Linked DNA regions of Mus musculus: region 1 is linked to region 2. A link is a contact called in public HiChIP or PLAC-seq data. All regions are on one chromosome and are shown on one strand. The core of a region is the stretch at or near the end of the contact, and the rest is flanking DNA. Distances in the headings are between cores, read along the strand shown. Region 1 overlaps Ehd3 (EH-domain containing 3). Region 2 has its middle 17 kb from the start of Gm30476.

Evidence for each region. HiChIP or PLAC-seq counts read pairs in DNA pulled down with a chosen protein or histone mark.
Region 1: an H3K27ac HiChIP or PLAC-seq map of double positive thymocytes shows a contact between it and region 2, with 2.5 times the contacts expected there. The contact joins two enhancer-like sites. A contact is called at or near these places in 4 of 39 promoter capture datasets (the 3T3-L1 cell line, the C10 cell line, embryonic stem cells and 1 more) and 3 of 115 datasets of contacts at active chromatin or transcription factors (double positive thymocytes, forebrain and large pre-B cells).

What each region holds. Positions count from the first base shown.
Region 1 is chr17:73,810,788-73,814,470 of GRCm38.p6, forward strand. All of the region lies in intron 1 of Ehd3 (EH-domain containing 3), which reads left to right. Among named protein-coding and RNA genes, the nearest start is that of Ehd3, 7.8 kb to the left of the region's middle. Within about 2 kb of position 2,389, at least 55 of the 459 cell types and tissues checked have an H3K27ac peak or open chromatin away from gene starts, as enhancers often do. A contact at or near this core is called in double positive thymocytes, where this site is marked.
Region 2 is chr17:73,052,323-73,055,984 of GRCm38.p6, forward strand. No RefSeq gene overlaps it. Among named protein-coding and RNA genes, the nearest start is that of Gm30476, 17 kb to the left of the region's middle. Within about 2 kb of position 1,434, at least 48 of the 459 cell types and tissues checked have an H3K27ac peak or open chromatin away from gene starts, as enhancers often do. A contact at or near this core is called in double positive thymocytes, where this site is marked.

The DNA of each region.
Region 1 (3,683 bases), core at 1,139-3,638, 760 kb after region 2:
AACTTGTTCAGGATCATGTTGGTGGTAGAGTTGTGTGGGTCCCTAAGTCACTCAAGAGAACAAGATTCTTCAGATGATTTGGGACACCTAACCCAGAGCCTCCAGCAGCAATATTCACAGGTCCTCAGCCTTTGTAGTTTCTTCCCTGTCTGTGGTTGAATCCAGTAGCTGCTCAGAGCCTGGGCCTCCTTGCTGGGGAGTTGGGTGCCTGAAAGACAAGCCCGGATGAGACTCTTGGGCTCTATGCCATGCCCTGCATACTTAGGTCATCAGCAAAGCAGACCACATGCTTAGATTGCCAACTAAGCAGGGCATAAAAAATGAGGAAAATGTTATGAAATAATTTCTACTTAAGAAGCATATGAAGAAAAATCACCCTCATGGGGAAAAGTCAGATTTGTGTTGAATTTCCCCACACATATTTTATGGTTTAGCCTTTATTTATTTTGCATTGGATGGCAAGGGAGGGGAGACACCAAGATCTTTTCAGTGTTGTTTGGGACCTCAAATTTGACCCTGAACTTGAACATGGTATTTTTCACCTGACCCTGTTGCAAAACTGAGTTAATGTTGTCATGTCATGGCACTGGTAAGGTGGATTATGTGGGCAGAAGTTCAAAGCATAAGCATAAGTACAATCTAAGGAGGGTTCTGTCCCTTCTTATTTCATGCGTCCCCATCTCAGCTGGTCCCACCCAGGCTTGAATTAACTTTTCTTTTTTTACACAGCTGTGGGAATGTTTTTGCCCAGCAACAGAGGCGATCTGTCCCACACCCTGTAAAGAAGTAGTGCATGAGATTTCTCAATAGATTTTCCTTTCTGGACACAGTGGTGGCTTTGTTTGTGGGGCACCCGGTGCCACAAGCCATACCCAAATGTCTCTGAGAATTTATCCCGTCCAGTTCCCTGCTTGGCCTGACTGTAGCCTCTGGGCATGCTCTTAGCCTCCTTAGTCTCTGGGTTTCCCCAGACTCATTACGAGGTCAGCAAGTTATGGGTCCTGTGAGTGTAAGAAGCCAGCAGACCAACCCAGAACCCTTTGGCCGGCCACCTCAGGCAGTGGCTCCACAACTCCCCAGGGAGCTGACCTGTTAGGCTGGGCAGTGTCACCCTTTGTTCATCTGCTGAGTACAGCATGTCTTCCAGAGCTGGAATCTGAGACGCCTTCTAAAGAACATTAGCTCATTGCCGCTGTGGCCTCATTCATTCTGGGCATTTTTGAGGCTGCCTCAGAATGGTTCTTTCCATCCCTCTAGTTCAGCTGTCCCATCCACACTCTGCTACACCTCCTCGATGGGTCTGCATTAGGACATGGAGCAGCCGACATCGACTGACCCAAATCAGCACAAAGATTCTCACAGGGAATCCGGCCTTACTGTTTCTCGGTGTCCTTTTGAAAACCACAGGGTCAAGACCTGCTCCTGCCATCTGATAGCAAGAGCATATGCATATAGATCATACACATATACATATGCATATACATATATACCTGCAGTCACTGAGGCTGAGTGAACAGCCAGGGGCTGAGTTTCTGGAGACATGTATTCCCAAGTTTGTGGGTCCCAGGCCCTGGCTCTAACCAGCTTCTTGCCAAACGATATACTTTTGGAGCTTATATCACGTTTTGCTTCTAGTTCCATGTGGGGATGCAGGGCATCATTGTTGGCCTGTCCCCAGAGGTGGATGCATTTCCAGGAGAAGGCTTAGGTCGTGAGAGGAGACAGTGGCTATGGTCATGAGAGGCATTGGTGTTAAATCCAAATGCCAGGCTCAAATCCTAGGCTATCTGTAACTGATGTGCACATGGGGCAAATTAACTTTGGTCTCTTCCCCTTTAAAATAAGAAAAGATGCTCTGTAAAGGGTACCAGTTGAATAAGTAACACATGTAACTCATCTAACTTCCACAACAGTCTACAAGGTAGATTTACTCCCAAGGCCAGCAGTTCTCAACCTGTGGGTCATGACCCCTTTGGGAGTTGAGCAACCCTTGGTCACCTAAGACCATCGGAAAACACAGATATTTGCATTGCAGTTCATAACAGCAGCAACATTACAGTTATGAAGTAGCAACAAAACTAATTTTATGGTTGGGAGGACACTCCAACATGAACGGTGTCATACACAACATGAATTAAAGGGTCACAGCCTTAGGAAGGCTGAGAACCACTGTCCTAGGTGGCATTTGACAGAGGGGATCATCATGCTAACAGCCCACTGGATATGAATATTAGACGAGATGACCATAGAACAGTTAGAACAATGTCTGGCATATTACAGGCAAGAAGTAAGCCTGAACTAGGATGCCCTGTGTGGTGGAGGGAGGTACTGAAGCCACGGTGTTTACAATAGGTACCCTCTAAAGGGCATACTCGTCATAGAAAGCCCGGGGTCCTGTCTCACTCAGGAAGTTCTCAAGGGAAAGGTTCACCAAGAGAGCGGAAAGCACAGTCCTATGTGTGGCTTTGTTTTTCTCTGATCGCAGCTCCACCACAGGCTCTCAAAAGGATGTTCTGACTGGAAGAAATCCCTCCTTGATACTCCCAGTTGCTAGACTGGAATAGTAGAGGTTAGAGGGGATCCCCAAGGCAACCCACGACTTCAAAGGCTCCCCCACACTGCTGCTGTCATTAGTCTCTGAGCAGATCAACAGCTTCCTCTGGGGTTGAGGCTACTGCAGCTGCTCCACGGGCTCCTTGGGGACCAGGTCCATAGCAACCCCACCCAGGCAACATGGGATAGTTTCCTGAAGGCACAGCTAGCCTGCTGGGGACCCAGAGGAAACCCAGTAGGTCTCCTTGGATCCTGCCCACCCTAGAGAGGCAACGGATGGCAAGGAGCTCAAACTTGAGCCAGGGAGACTGGACTTTGCCTGGGCCTTGGTGAGCTTTCTGGGAGGTGATTTCTTAGAGGAATCAAAGATGGGAGAAGAGCAGCAGCAATGTCTCCCTGCTGGGGGTGGGGGCATGGGTTCCAGCCCTAGTACTTGAGAAAGTCACATAACCCTTCTCAGCTTCCTCGGAGCCTACCTCAAGTGCCACTGTGGGGAACAGAAGACAGTATAACCAGACGTTCTGAATAAAATGTGACACTCAGAATTGCTGTTATATGTTAGCAGTTATTATTAAGAAAATGACAGGGTTGATACAGAGACCACTATAATGCCCTGGCTGTGTGTTTGAATCATCTGGGAACCTTATAAAGAGTAGCACTACTAAGGTCTTGACCAAGAAGGTTAGAAACATCAGAGTAGAGGCCCGAATCCATCTGCTGATACTCCTCAAGTACTAAGGACCAGGAAGCTGGGCCTCTGTGGTTCTCATTGTTCCTGAGCCCTCCCTCTGTAGGTTTGCGTTTCTCAGGCAGCATCCTTTAGTGCCCAGCACAGATGCTCCGGGACTGTCCTCTGTCTGCCCAGTCCTATCCAAGGGTAGCTCCATGCACTGTTTTTCAGTCTAGCCACCCCCCACCCCCTGAAACACACTGTGTTCAAACTTGTCCAAGAATCCTAAAGGGCTCTGTTCTCCATCATCCTTAGTGACTACTCCCTGGCTACGCATGCTCCCTTTCTCTTTGCCTCTACAAGGGGCAACAGAGTTGGGGAGGCAGGTGGCCTTGAGTTCTCTCTGCCCAGCCGAGAAGAGCAGAGAAGTATAGTCATGCCATGACACTGTCAGAGTTTC
Region 2 (3,662 bases), core at 184-2,683:
ACATTTCGTTAGAGCAAGGGAAAATGAACTAGAACAGAAGCAAACCCACTGGTTCAAGAACCTGTGACTCCTCTAAGTGGACATAGCTTCTCTGAGGCCTTTCTGCACTTGGAGGCATGAGCCGTCCTCACCACTCTGGAGTTGGAAGGGCCTGTTCTTTAGAGTGAAAAAGGCAAAGTATCCAACCCTAGAAGCCAAAATGCTAATTCTGCGGTAGCAAAGGTGTCAGGAAGGGAGAGTTTTCCTATGGAGAAAATGTAGCCCAGAGGAAACTCATGCGCCTATCACTGGGTAACTCTAAAACAGCCCTCTGCTGGATGGGCTAGCTCAATGAACTCCCTCAGCCTTAGGAGATGGGGCTCTCAGGGGGAAAACAGCTCGTACCTTAGATGTTGGTTTTGTACAGGTTAAGCACATTTAGTTCCCCTCTTCAGTTTTTTTTGCAAGCTAAAAGTTTTCTACTGACTGGTTATATAGTAATGTAATAATATAGATACTTAACCTTACTAAGCTGTACACTAAAAATGGTTAAGATGGTATCTTTTTATGTGTGTTCTACTGCTTTAAAAATGTCTTGAAGAAGGTACAGAAACTTTTGCAGTGAAGTAGGACTGTGTAGCCTTGCCCAGGAATGCCTGATGCTTAGAAGATCTCTTGGTAGATCTCCATCTACTGTACAGAGTACCTTTAACTGTATTCCATTTGATCCTGACCGCACAGTGACTGTTGGATGCAGAAGGCTTTTATCATTCCAGTTTCTGTATGTTCTAAATGAGACAAAGATGAGTGTCTGGCCCAAGGGGGTAAAGGACTGGGGTGACTCACAGAGCTTGTTATTCCAGAGCCAAGAGTTCATAAGATTCCAAATGAGGTGAGTGTGCCAATGGAGAGACGGGGAGGTGACACCCATGGGTGCTCACACCATGTCAGATATAAGGCTCTGGAGTAGCAGCTATGTGGTTTTGTTTGTTTGTTTGTTTGTTTGTTTTTTGACAAGGCAAGGTTCCATGTAGCTTGGGATAGTTTCAAACTGACCCTGTATCTGAGCATGGAGGACCCTGAATATCTGATCCTCCCGCTAGTGCCTCGTGAGTGCTGGGGTTACAAGCAAGGACCACCATTCCTGGTCAATGTGGTAGTGCTGAGGATGATTGATGCATGTGAGGAAAGTACTCTGACAGCTGAACTCTATCCCACGCCTCCCCTCTAACTTTTCAAGCCTATAAAGTGAGCTGCACTCTACTTTGGCATTACAGTTGTGGGAACATCTGCTAAGAGAGATCCAATGTTCACTAGCCTCCAATGTTACCCAGTTAGGTAAAAAGAGAGCTACTTCCCAACAATAAAATATGGGGCAATGGAAGGGCAGCTGCAGGCCAAGGACTATAGGGAGGAGTTGACTAGGTAACAATTGTTGTGCTTCTTATTGTCCTTAGGTTCTGAAGAACCTGGTGACAATTGGCTGTGCTGACATTGGAGGAGGTAAAAGGGGCAAGCCACAGGTGCAAGAAACAAACCGTTTTCTCAAAGGGAAGTGGAAAAGGAACAAAGAATTGCCACCTCCGAGACACAGACAGGAAAACAAAGTTACAAAAAGCCTGTAATTACAGTGTCAAGAGAAGTGGCCAGAGGAGAGAAAGGGCTGCTTTGCAAGAGACAGGGGAGGAAAAATGCAAAGGCATTTTTTCCCTCCTGTGCTACATTTATAAGAAAGCAACAGACAATGTTTGTACAAACTATGTAGGTCAAGTGGGGGGAGGTTATAAATACATTTGACATTTAGCTAATTTTAAAACAATTTTAAATGCAAAGGGATCAAATGAAACAATGCATGGGAAATGCTTAAATTATAAAGTGCTTTTGCAAAAGGAGAGTGGTACTTATTTTTATGAGTATATTTATAATAAAACTGCAAAGACAAAGAAAACTCAGGCCAAGAGCCTGGGCTGTAGTTCTGCAGGCTTCAACTCTTGCTGTGAGTCCCTGGCCTCTAAGCTTTCTCTTTATCTTGCTGAATTACAGCCTCACTCCACCTCTGGCTCAGAGGGCTGATGTAGGACAGCTGTTTAACAGCTGGCCTGCACTTACCCCAGGTGGTGGCATCTTAGGAATCAGTTGAGCAATTGCTTTGCTATGTGTTGTTTGAGTTTTACAAAAGCCTGTCACAGACTTGAAAGATTCATGTCAGCCCTGAATTAGGTGGTAGACACTGATGTCCTGAATAGGAACAATGGGTGCAGGCTCCACAGGAGAGCTAAGCTGGTTCTGAGGGAAGAGTGGAGGACAGCTGGACCATGGAGGGACCTTCATCACATTGGGAGGAAAAGCACTGTTCTCTTCCTGGGAGGTTCTAAAATAATTCATGTTGCTATAGCTGTATCATACCCCACTGTTTTGGGATTCTTTCTTCTCTCTTTTCTGTTCTGATTTATTCTTCCTCCTTCATTGATGTCCCTCTCATGCTTTTTTTTCCCCTTTGCCTTTCATTGTCTTAGTTAGGGTTTCATTGCTGTGAACAGATACCATGATCGAGGCAACTCTTATAAGGACAACATTTAATTGGCGCTGGCTCAGAGGGTCAGTCCATTATCATCAAGGCCGGAACATGGTAGCATCAAAGTAGGTGTGGTGCAGGAGGAACTGAGAGTTTTACATCTTCATCTGAAGTCTGCTAAGAGAAGATTGGCTCCCAGGTGGTTAGGAGGAGGGTCTCATTGCCCACCCTCACAGTGACACAACTCCTCCAACAAAGCTACACCTACTTTAACAAGCCCACACCTCCTAATAGTGCCATTCATTCCTTGGGCCAAGCATATTCAAACCACCACATTCATTATCACCATTTACTTTCTTTCTTACTCTTTCTGCCTTCCTCTCTTTACTTACTCTTTTTCTTCTGGCCAATGAATATTCATAGGTATATATGTAACATGAGGCTGAGAGACAGGGTGGCAGGCATGGATTTGAAGTAATGAATTGACTTTAAGCCAAGTGTCTTATAGACAACTTCTTCTTCTTGATAGAGGGTCAGGCTGGGTGATGAGATCCCAGGTCTGCAGAAGCAATGGGGCAGGGAACGTTCAACTCTCACTTCCTTACAGCAAAAGCTGTCCACTCAGTCCCAAGACAGCACAGAGCCCAGGCCCTAGTGAACTAGCAGGAAGCAGGCCATTTATGTGGGGTCTTCTGTTCAGCCTTCCCTGTTGTCCTCCGGATCCTTGGCTCTGGAATGCGAGTGATAAAAAGGTTCATTAGGACAAAGGAAATTGGAAGGGGTGATTTCCAGGGTCCTCATTGCCAAAGGAGTCTATTGAAACACTTGTTTTTTAAGGGTTTGGGGTGCAAGCAGTAAAATGACTTTAAAAAATTAAAATAATCTTGTTTCTCCATGAATGTGTCTGTCAGTCAGGCATCTGATGGCATGAGGGCCCAGTGTCGCCTCCCGTATGAGCTGGTACCTTGCAGACTGCTCGCAGCCGGTTGACATTTCAAATGACCTTTAAGGTCGGCTGGGTAAATATGCTTCTTCCCCTGAGCCTTCCCAGGTATTTGAACACCCCTGGAAGCCTAAGACATCATTTTTCCCTCCTGGGGAGCAGTGCTTTGAAGCACAGATGAAAACCACAAAGGAGAGAGACTGTTTGTCTGGGATAAAAAAGTAA